Regions from separate parts of the Sus scrofa genome. Here all the other regions are linked to region 4. The links are chromatin contacts, called in public HiChIP or PLAC-seq maps. All regions are on one chromosome and are shown on one strand. Each heading gives the region's core, a stretch centred on a gene start, on an enhancer-like site or on the middle of the called end of the contact. The rest is flanking DNA. Distances are from core to core; before and after follow the strand shown.

Evidence for each region. HiChIP or PLAC-seq counts read pairs in DNA pulled down with a chosen protein or histone mark.
Region 1: a contact with region 4 is called in an H3K27ac HiChIP or PLAC-seq map of alveolar macrophages. The contact joins two enhancer-like sites. A contact is called at or near these places in 3 of 47 Hi-C or Micro-C datasets (adipocytes, fibroblasts and heart right ventricle) and 2 of 2 datasets of contacts at active chromatin or transcription factors (alveolar macrophages and skeletal muscle).
Region 2: an H3K27ac HiChIP or PLAC-seq map of alveolar macrophages shows a contact between it and region 4. The contact joins the promoter of CTSC here to the enhancer-like site in region 4. A contact is called at or near these places in 4 of 47 Hi-C or Micro-C datasets (adipocytes, alveolar macrophages, embryonic fibroblasts and 1 more) and 1 of 2 datasets of contacts at active chromatin or transcription factors (alveolar macrophages).
Region 3: an H3K27ac HiChIP or PLAC-seq map of alveolar macrophages shows a contact between it and region 4. The contact joins two enhancer-like sites. A contact is called at or near these places in 1 of 47 Hi-C or Micro-C datasets (embryonic fibroblasts) and 1 of 2 datasets of contacts at active chromatin or transcription factors (alveolar macrophages).

Annotation. Positions count from the first base shown.
Region 1 is chr9:21,777,997-21,780,696 of Sscrofa11.1, reverse strand. The region is part of intron 2 of LOC102160855 (a long non-coding RNA gene); the gene reads right to left. Among named protein-coding and RNA genes, the nearest start is that of CTSC, 18 kb to the right of the region's middle. Within about 2 kb of position 1,421, at least 19 of the 83 cell types and tissues checked have an H3K27ac peak or open chromatin away from gene starts, as enhancers often do. A contact at or near this core is called in alveolar macrophages, where this site is marked.
Region 2 is chr9:21,760,391-21,763,090 of Sscrofa11.1, reverse strand. It overlaps CTSC (dipeptidyl peptidase 1), which reads left to right and starts at 1,295. Exons shown (of 7, transcript XM_003129741.3): 1 at 1,295-1,860. The coding sequence starts at 1,689. It overlaps LOC102160855 (a long non-coding RNA gene), which reads right to left and starts at 1,203. Exons shown (of 10, transcript XR_002346978.1): 1 at 557-1,203.
Region 3 is chr9:21,819,572-21,822,271 of Sscrofa11.1, reverse strand. All of the region lies in intron 4 of LOC102160855 (a long non-coding RNA gene), which reads right to left. Among named protein-coding and RNA genes, the nearest start is that of CTSC, 59 kb to the right of the region's middle. Within about 2 kb of position 1,426, at least 18 of the 83 cell types and tissues checked have an H3K27ac peak or open chromatin away from gene starts, as enhancers often do. A contact at or near this core is called in alveolar macrophages, where this site is marked.
Region 4 is chr9:21,948,319-21,951,018 of Sscrofa11.1, reverse strand. All of the region lies in intron 8 of GRM5 (metabotropic glutamate receptor 5), which reads left to right. All of the region lies in intron 3 of LOC106504843 (a long non-coding RNA gene), which reads right to left. Among named protein-coding and RNA genes, the nearest start is that of CTSC, 190 kb to the right of the region's middle. Within about 2 kb of position 1,433, at least 7 of the 83 cell types and tissues checked have an H3K27ac peak or open chromatin away from gene starts, as enhancers often do. A contact at or near this core is called in alveolar macrophages, where this site is marked.

The DNA.
Region 1 (2,700 bases), core at 172-2,671, 170 kb after region 4:
TATGCACATCGTGATACCTACCTCAGGTTTTTATGAGGACTGCATATTTTATTCATTTATTTTTCTTTTTAGGGCTGCATCTGTGGCATATGGAAGTTCCCAGACTAGGGGTCAAATTGGAGCTGCAGATGCCGGCCTACACCACAGCCACAGCAACACCAAATCCGAGCTGCCTCTGAGACCTACCCCACAGCTTTCAGCAATGCTGGATCCTTAACTTGCAGCTAGGGATGGAACCCACATCCTCATGGATACTATGTTGGGTTCTTAACCCGCTGAGCCGCAACGGCAACCCCGAGGAGTGCATCTTTTAAAAATTAGTGCAAAATATCTGAATTAGCAGGTACTCCCCTGTTTGTGCCGAAACTCAAATAACCAAATTTCAAATGACTGGAATTTTGGCAAGTCTTTATGCAAGTAATTATCACTCCTAAACAAAATTCAGAGACTTTCACAATTACAAAATACTCTTTCCTGATTATTCAAAGCCATATTTGACTAACACAGAACAACTGAGTCAAGGCAGACCCAGTGAGGCAGAGTGACTTGCCTACGATCATCAGCTAGATAGTAAAGTTTGTCTTGAAATTGAGTTTTCTTGGTATTCAGAATACCAAAAGCTGTTTTTCAAGGACAGTATGCAGTAGTCCTTTCCACTTTTTCAAATTTAAAATAACCATTGTATATAATTTTTATTTATCTATTTATTTTTGTGACATGGCCACACCCATATAATGTGGAAGTTCCCAGGCCAGGGATCGAACCTGTGCCACGGCAGTGATTCAAGCCACAGCCCTGACAACACTGGATCTTAACCTGCTGAGTCACCAGGGAACTCCTGCTTTTAAATAATTTTTAATGCCACTGACAACCTCCATTTTACCTCTTTCTTCTTAGAACTATCTTTAGAGTTCGTTGCTAAACATACATTTTGACTAAACATTTCTATAAATTGCCTTACATAAATTTGTATCGTATTAATCAAAACAGGACCTGTCAACTAAAAAAAAAAAGCACAACATAAAAGCTAAGAGTTAAGTTTTCTTGGGGGCAAAATGAGGACTATAGCCTAGGAGGCAGCATTTCAAATAGCTCTGAAATATCGCTCCAAAGATGTAGGTGGAAATATTGGTATATATGTGGTTTTGGTGAAGGGGGGAGGTACATGACACCAAGCACTCATTTTACAGGTCACTGCTGGTCTCCGAGTGAATGTTACTGCTAATCACGAGGAGCAGACGTCACCATGAAGGATGTCAGTACTTTGCTAGATATGAGGAGATGCAAGAATTGGGTTTATAAAATCTCATCCTGAAAATATCTATCTGGAGACCTGTTCTGCCGGTTTTCCCAGAGCACAGAGTGACTCACCCCTGATCTCCGCCCTGAGCTCCTTTCAGGGGTGTAGAGGGACAGCAGCTGCAGCAGCTCATGAGTCAATCTGTGCAGAGGCAGATGGCAAGTGCCAATCTCCAGTTCACAGACCTGTTAATATGTGCATATGAAAAAGAGCTGTGTGCGGATGTGAGACATATTACCTACTTACATATATTTGGATGCATTATGTTCAAATGCAGACACCCCTTGAAATAAAATCATATGATCTGTATTTGGAAATCCTGGACATACAGATATTCATTTTTTTGGTTGTTTGTTTTGTTTTGTTTTTTTAAAAGAATTTCGTTAAAGGCCAGGAGGGCAGATTCTTGGAAGATATATGAGGAAGGCAGCTGGTGTTTATTTTGCTCCATTTCCCCTTTCCTCCTGTCTTGCTCTGGGGAAACCTCCCACATTTGAAGGCTCTCTTGCTAGGCTGTTTTCTCTGAGCTTTACCCAAATCTGAATCCTTTTTCCCCCTTTTTCTAGTATCACTAAGAGGCTATGTAGGAAAAATAATTTTAGCCTGTGGTGAAATTAGAAGTGATTTTCATACTTTGTTAATGGAGTGATCATGATTTAGGCAGGTTTTGTTGTAGTTCTCAGAAGTGTTTTCATATCAACCAGGGGTGATTCAACTCAGTAACTCTGTATAGCAAGGTTATAGCCCCTCCTCCACCCCAGGCCCACCTCTAGGGGTATGCTTGGGGGGACACAGACAAATAAATGAGTTAAATGATCCCTCGGTGGAAGCAGCTACATTATAAAGCCGTTGTATAGAGGAAGGAACGATTAGAGTTGGTATTATTAGGAAGGGCTTGGAATGAATCATGCAGGTGAAATAAAAGCGAAATTTCAGATACCACTGATGAGCTAGTAGGGAAATTGCTAGCAAGAAGCCAAACTTTGTTCTCTTGGCACATGGAAACTTCTTACAAACAAAATACCTCTTTGCCTGATGTTTTCCATCTGCTCAAAGATATACTCCTTAAGTCACTCAGCCTCTCTCTCTCGCCTCATACTTCCTTAATAGGTAATTCTGTATATTAGTTCTACTACCACCCAATTTAATAGTAACAAACCTCTACATTTCTACTGTAGATCTTACAGCTTAAAAACATTTTCCCATGTGATCCTACTAGCAGCTCTTTATGCTAAAAACTATCTTTGTTTTACAATAGGAATATCTAAACCTCAGAGAAATTCCCGAAAATAATAGTAAATGGATGCCGAAGTTCAGTCTTCTAATGCTAGTGTTCTTTCCACAACAAAACAATGAAACCATATTCTTATGACATCTCACAAATTAAGAAAATCATACGT
Region 2 (2,700 bases), core at 46-2,545, 190 kb after region 4:
GCTCTGATTCAACCTCTAGCCTGCGAACCTCCGTATGCTGAGGGTGCAGCCCTAAAAAACAAAATTTTACTGTTTTTTAACAACAAATGACACACTTTCTCAGAGATTAGGAAAGCAATGTAACGCTGTCAGTGTATCTCTAAACAGTAAGTGTCTTAGCTTAATTATATGCTGTCAGCTTATCATTTTAAGTAAACAGAAATAAAACCTAGAGATAGAGAGTTGGCCCCACCCTTGCCTTTGCAGTTTGTGAGGACATTAGAGAGCATTTCCACTGCTAAGCTTTCAAGGGCAACTTCTTTTGCCAAATCAAAATTAGCTTTCAGGCCTAGGGACCAAGATAAGGTTATGAAGTGCATTTATTTTTAACACCCCAGCACGCTTGGTGTTTTCAAGCCAGGATCAAGGGAGATCAAGGTGCATGAGGTGGACTTGCTCCCTTTGAATGCTTACAAAATACTGGCCATACAAGGATTTATTTCTAACCAGTGTGATGAGGGCAAAAGGCACGTGCCCTAAAGGGCAGGGACACAGGAAAGTCTGTTTTGTTCCTCACCTGTCCTTGATGCTGCACAGGGCCTGACGCCTAAAAGATTCTGAAAGGAGCCCAACTTCCAACAAGAGCCAGGAAAGTCAGAGAAGCTCTTACAGAAAGGGTGATACTTACACTGAACAAGGAGGCACCTGGAAATAGGGGTACCTATTAATTACTGGCGATCAGACTGGTCACCCTAGAATCTGCTCCTAAGACCAGCTTTCTCCCACCCGCTGGTTCCCTTCCTCCCCCCAAGTTACTTCCCCCCGCTGGGCCTCCAGCTTTTCAGCTGTAAAACAAGAGCTTTAAGTGCACTTGTGGGTTTGTGCGTGCGCGTGCGCACAACTAAGTTCTAGAACTTTAGCAGGGGAAAAAAACACAAAACACTTAATCGCACAAACTGCAAATGAGCACTACGTGTCGAATCTTCCCGTGGCTAACTGGCAAATAACATTAACAGGAAACCGACAAAACCCAGGAAAAAAAAAAAGGTAGTGAAAGTTTTGGGAAACGGAAGGAAGAGCAGTTCTAAAACAACTGGGGTGGCTGGGGGTCGCGCGGAAAATTGTTCCGAGGGAAGAAAAGTTAACCGAGTTGGTGAGGACTAAGTAACGAAGACAAAGAAGTAAAAGCAAACTTAACCAGCTCGCTCACCCTCTGGGCTTTTTGCTCACTTTCGGTCCCCTACCCCCACCCCCTCCCCCTCCCAGCTCTCGGTGTCCGTCTCTCTCTGACCTTTAGTCCCCGCCACCCCACCTCTGTCTCTTTCTCCCTCCCTCTCTCTCTCCTCTCTCGGGTCTCCCTCTCCGTTACTTTGCAAGGAGCGCAGTCCGGGGCGCGCGCGGACCAGCAGTGGCTCCTCAGTCCTCTCTGGAGACATCCCTTGCCAAGAGAACCTGACCCTGGGGTCCCAGGCCGTCTGTCGGGCCGCGGCCAGGTGAGGGGCTCGCGCCACCAAGCCCTTACCTGAGGGGCGGGGCCACGCCTGGGTGCCCAGCCCCCGCCACCCCGAGACTCCGCCCACGCTGGGTCACTGGTTTCCGGCCCCTCGGACTATTTTAAGGAGCGCGCGCGACCGTAGTGGCCTCAGCCCCCAGCCTGCCACGCTCCGGCTCCCGCTCCCTCCCCCACCTCTCCTGTGCTCCCGGCCGGCATGGGTCCCCGGCTGGGCTCGCTGCTCTCTGCCCTCCTGCTGCTTCTTTACGTCGCGGGCACCGCGCACTGTGACACTCCTGCCAACTGCACCTATCCTGACCTGCTGGGCACCTGGATCTTCCACGTGGGCCCTGGTGGTTCCCAGCGCGACGTCAACTGCTCGGTTATGGGTAAGCCGCCGGCGCCCTCGGACCCGCTCTCTTCTCGCGCCTGCCCGGGGCTCCTTCCGTTCGGTCCTTGAGCCCTTCTCCGCGCAGCGCCCCCTCCGAGCTCCCAACTAGCTGGAGGCCAGGGACGTCCTGGCTGGACTTGGGACCCCCCTCCGGGTGCCCTTTCCTGCTCCAGGGCAACGATGTCAAAGTGGAACTGCTGAGAATTTCTAACTTCACTTAGTCCTAGTTATCCCCGGCGCCTCAGCACTTTTTACAAGTACTTTTTCCCACTTAATTTGTGTTTTGGTTTGGTGAGGAGGAGAGTTAAGACCGTGCCATTTTATGTTTCCGTCCAATCTGCAGTTTTTTATTGTGCCAGTGAGAAATGAGCTCAAAGACTCCAGAGAATATAGCAATTAAAGTTTTCTTCTTTTAAGTTGTGGGAAAGTGCCCTTATGCCTGGCGATTTTGATTTGAACACGTGTTGTTGCTTCTAGTCTGAGAAAACTTCTGGTACCACTCCACAGTTGCATAGATTGCAGGGAGGTAGTGTATTAGTATATAAAAGTTTTTTTTTTAATAACTCTTTAGCCAGTAATTGTATTTTGAAATGCTCAGAGCCAAGTACAATGCCTAGCTCATGGAAGGCTCTCAAGAAATATCGAGTGTTTGAACACCCTGGGACATTCCAAATGCCTTCAGATGACACGACTATCCCAAAGACAAAGAATTTAGTGAAGGGAAAAGAAAAAAACACACAACCTTGGTTCAGGAGAGGCACTCTAGTTGCACACAAACCCTCTGCCAACCTGTGACTTGTGCAGAATGGGTGAAGCTCTCGGCTGCAATTTCCTTGTT
Region 3 (2,700 bases), core at 177-2,676, 130 kb after region 4:
AAATACTACCAGGCACTGGGCCAGGCATTGGAGATCAAAAGTCACAATGCAAGGGAGAAGTCTTTAAGCTATTAGAGGTTGGTTTCTTCCTTCCTTCCTACCTTTCTTTCTTTCTTTCTTTCACTTTTTAGGGCTGCACATATGGCATATGTAAATTCCCAGGCTAGGGGTTGAATCAGACCTGCAGCTACTGGCCTCTGCTACAACCACAGCAACATGGGATCTAAGCTAAATCTGCAACATACACCACAGCTCACAGCAACAGAGGATCCTTAACCCACTGAGGGAGGCCAGGGATCAAACCCACATCCTTGTGGGTACTAGTCGGGTTTGTAACCTGCTGAGCCACAATGGGAACTCCTAGAGATTTCAAACTGAGACTTAGACTGTGCTGTTTTCAGGCATACAATGCAAACGGGGCAGATGGACAGAGAAAGAAAAATTTGAACATTTGGGGGTGGGGTATCTCTTTCTGGCTAAATGCTAACCAAACCACTAGCTGGTGTGATGTGTCCACTGCTTCACACATTTATGCCCACTTGCAGGCCCCCAGCCATTTCTAGGCTCTTTTATTCTCTGGATTGCCATCTGTAATTTGAATTTTCATGTCAGCATCAAGCTTTATGAGGAATCACTGAGCAACCGCTAAGATCTACAAGCAGCTATTGCACAGTTAACACAAATCTATAGACCAGGCTAGGTAGTGACACACCAATAAAACTAAAAATCAACCACCCTCTTTATAGGTGGTGTGGAAAGTCCAGTGAATCCCGCATTAAACCTCTGAGTAGCCACAATCACACGGTCAGCACTAAGCATCCTCAGAAAACAAAGGATTAAATGTAAAAATCATAACCAATTTTACTGTTTGTTTTTTTTAAGTGGCAGCCTTATCTGTATTTTAGGAAATTATAAAATGTGTTCTCTTGCCCTTGTCCTTTTCATGTCACCTCCATTCCTCCCTCCCCGCCTCCCTCAGCCATTGCTTCTGCTCCAATTGCCTTTTTGCTGTTTGTAAAGCTACGGCCACCCAAACCTATAAGGTGGTAGACGGCAGTGATTTTTATCTCACCCAGCTTGCTGCCTAAAATGCTGTTCAAATAGTAGGCAGCCACTCAATAACTGTGGATTAAATAATGAAGAAATTATAAAAAGGAATCAAATTATATGAGACTAAATATAAATATGAGACTTAAAACATAAGAATCCATTTAATCTGTTAGAAAAGTCTAGTCCTCCATAAAATGTTAGAATTGGAAAAGATCTTATACATCATTTGGTCCAATATCCTTATTTAGAAAATGAGGGTCATTTGCACAGAAAAGTCACATAGCCAGCCAGGGCAAAGCCAGGCACAGACCTCCCTCTGGGAGCCATGAAAATTTCTCCACCTCCTAAGTAGTCTTTTCTGATTAACTTCCCATTCTCAACACTTAGAGCTTTGGTATTGCCTTAGCCAGCCACTCAAAACCTTCTCATGATTTTCTGTCTGATAGGTTTTTTGTCAGTTACTGTGGTTTGTTTTTTTTTAATGAGTCAGACTCTTCTCACTAACTAACCGTACTGACCTTTTCTCAACCTTCCACTACTTCTCTTTTGTTTGAAATATTGTCTAAGTTGCCTAACTTTTCTCCTCTTTTTCAAGTTTAAAGGGGGAAAAACATGCCTAGGAGAAGGTGGTTTGGAAATTCTGTCCTCAAATATGATGTGACTTAAGGAGGGGAGGGGGGCAGTGAGGGTGTAGCCCAGACTGGTGAGGAAATCCAGAGCCAAAAAAATTCCAAGCCAGGCAGGAAAGGACATGACTGAGAGAGATCCAGTGAAGAGGTCCCTAGAGAACCTTTTTTGCAAAGGAATAAAATAAAAAGATGAAAAATCTCGCTGGGGGTATCTTTCCAAAGAAGTAAACAAGGTGAAAGTGAAACAAAGTCCATAGTTGGTAAATTCTTTCAAATATTCATTTATTCAACTGACATCTAGAAAGCCCTTCATTTGTACCCAATCTCATACTAGATGACTGGGCTACAGTGAAAAGAAACAAACCTCTCCTCGAGGAGCCCAGATTTAAGAGACAAAGGAATGTTAAAGGAAAGTTTCAGATGCATTGATTTTTTTGAGCAAAGGTCTAAGTTTATTTCAAACTTGCCACAAGGGTACTAACTTCAAAGAAAGCCTGGTCAAATCTTGCTTCCACAAACAGAATCTTTATAAAAACAAAACAAACAAAGCAAAACCACTGTCTTGATAAGACAGTTGGCCTAGGTGCAGAGAGGAACATCTGTTAAAGTTTATTGATCCAGCTCCAAGATTGTTACAAGTTTAAATTTGCAAAACTATGATGTATAGATCCATTTTGCAGGCTAAATTCTAATTTCACTGACCTGGAAGTTAATCAGATACACAACCAACTAGTAAAGAAAGATTGCTCAAGTATCTTATCTAAAAATAATTATATTTTTTTCTCAGATCTGTGACACTTCATGTCCTTTTTTATTCCTAAAATTAATCCTCAGAAAAAGGTGAGACAACATAAACTGAACGTTCTAATGTATACTATCTATCATGAATAAAGACAGCGACACAAATTTTTTGTGACTAATAAGAATTATTAGTAAAAATAAAAATAATAGTAGTAAATATTCAATGTCATCGCATTGAACTATGAAGAGACATGATCAGACCCTACTGAGAAAACTTCAG
Region 4 (2,700 bases), core at 184-2,683:
AAAATGTGAGACAGGAGCTAGATGGTTATTTTAGGGGACAAGCAAGGTCCACTGTGGTTGAGAGAATGGTAAGAGAAGAATGTAGCCTGGCACTTGGAGATCAGATTAGGTGAGGTACAGATTTTGTATTTTCTCCTGAATGTGATGGGAAGCTTTGGCAGGTTTGAGCAGTTACACGATGAGGTTAATATGTTAAAGAAATCCCTCTGGTTTCCATAGATACAATAGAAAGTAGAGTGGAAAGAAGGAAGAAATCAGCTAGAAATCCATTCTGACAGACTAGGTGAGAGACTATGATGGTTTCAAGTACAAAGTATAATGATAGGATTTTCATCATTGTTATGTTGTATGTGAAGGAAAGAAAAAAAAAAACTTAAAAGATGAGTCTTAGATTTTCAACCTGCATAAATGGGAGGATTGGGACCTGTGTGATTCAGACTTGGGGAGGAGAGGTTCGAAGTTCTGGAGATGTTAATATGATGCCTGTCAATTGAGCTCAGAGAAGAAATCCAGGATGGACATTAAAACAGAAGGGTTGGGAGAGCCATTCACATTTTGATAATAACACGGCTAAATGAGCAAAAATTGGGGACCAAGGATGGGGAGGTAAAGGGGAGAGAGCCTGATGAAAAAATAAGCTTGGTTTAGGAATTGTTAAATTTGAATTCTAGGAGACACCTAAGGGAACATATCTAAGAAACTGATGGAGAAAAACTGGTCTGAAGATCAAAAGGGTTTAGAGTTTGAGGTACACTTTGGGAGAAGAAAGGGAAGCTCTCTTGGACTAGATAAGGGAAAGTCTGATGAACAGACAAAGAATTCCTGAATATTAGTATTAAGTACATCCCCAGACACAAGGGATAACACAACAGCAAGAAGAATGATCCACATGTGAATGAGTGAGCAATAGAGAAGTCAAACTGGATAGAGTTAAGAGTCATCACCATTGGATGTGGTAACTAGAGGTGGGTTTGGGCTTGAACAAAAACCCACTGAGGTCCCAGCTTTTTGAGGAAGTTCTTTGTATCCCAGAGGCCCAAGCAAAGATGGAAATCATTGTTCATTCATCAGGTAGAACACTCTCACTAACTGGATCCTGATCCACAGAACAAACTTTGACACAGTATACAAATTGCCAAAGTGCAGGCGGGATACCCACAACTGAGAATCCTGTTGGTACTGAGAGTACTGAGACCCATGGCAGCCTCCTCCAAACCTCCGTTTGTGATGGGTCTCAGTTCCTGGCAGCCTCCTAAACCCATTATGCTGTCTAGCCACATGTTCATAAACCGCGAACTGCAGGAGCAGCCAAAGGAGCTTCGGAGCTTGTCAGTCCTGCCTTGAGCACAGCCATCCCAACCAAGGACTGTGCTGACAAGTGCAGATTCCTGAGACGTGTGTGATGAACAAGGCCCCCTAGAGGGCAGCAGAGCCCCGCAGGAGGGGGCAGAAATGCCAAAAGGGGTGAGTGGGCAGCTTCACTAACGGAGACACAAGGGGGCAATACACACCTTTATGGAGAATGGAATCAAAATAAAACCTAGTGAATTAAAGAAAGTAGGTAATACAAGAGGTAGAAAGATCTAAGCTGTACGCCAGACAACAAAGACAAGTTAGCCAGAAAGAGAAGAGTTGAGAAGACATTAGTTACAGGAAAGCAAGGTTCTCTCTTTGGTGATGTTTATGAACCAAACAATAATAATTAATAGGTACTATTTGCTCAGAACCTACTATACATCATGTTGTCTGCTATGCACCAGATGATATTTTAGGCACTGGAGATATTAAGATGAACACAATACCGTCCTTCCCCTAAATAACTCCTTTCTTCTTAGTAGAGTCAGAGATGTAAGCAAATAATGTCAGCAGAGCGTCGTAGGAGGCTTAAGTCTTTGTAGGGGGAACTGCAGGGGCACAGCAAGGGAAATAATTACATGCGAGGAGAAGGGAAAGGCCTCGAAGAAGGATGACGTGTTTGTATGGATCCTGGTTGTGGTGTTTTTTTCTCTGCCCTCAGATTTCTGTAAGTCTTCCCTGAAATAATCCGTCTTTTTTTTTTTTTTTTTTTCCTCTCATTCATTTATTCTTTTATGTAGCACATTTCTTCACTGGGCCCTACCAGGCTCCAGTCACCTTTGTGGGCACGGAGATACAGAAGGTGTCTCTGACCTGGTATTGATCTGAGAGGCACTAAGCTTGGTTCTCCCCCTTCTCTCATCTTTGCACCCTGGCCCTTCTCTAGGGGTGATGGGGAAAGTCAAGCCCTTCTGTTCTAATAGGTCCTGGCTGAGGAGGAAAGGTAACAGAAAAGGAACATGATGTCTTTCTGCTTAACTATTATCGCTTGGGCATTCAACAAACATCGACTGTCTACAACGGGCCAGGCTTCTGCCCCTCGGGCCAGATGAAGTTCACGTTCTATGACAGCATTTTCCATTTCCGTTCTAGGCCCTTTCCATCCTAGCCACCCAAATGATGCTGTGGTTATCTTCACCAGGAATGTAGGCCTCTCTTCTTTATGGCATCTACCTCTATCATCCCCATTAGAGTTGAAGATCCTTGAGCTCACAGGCTGCGAAATGTATTTTCCTAATGCACCTATAGAACCAAGCACTACGCTGCATCTCTAGAAGACGTATAATATGTGTCTGAGTATATTATCCTTGTATTATTTATAATTAGATTGAATTCCAACATGAA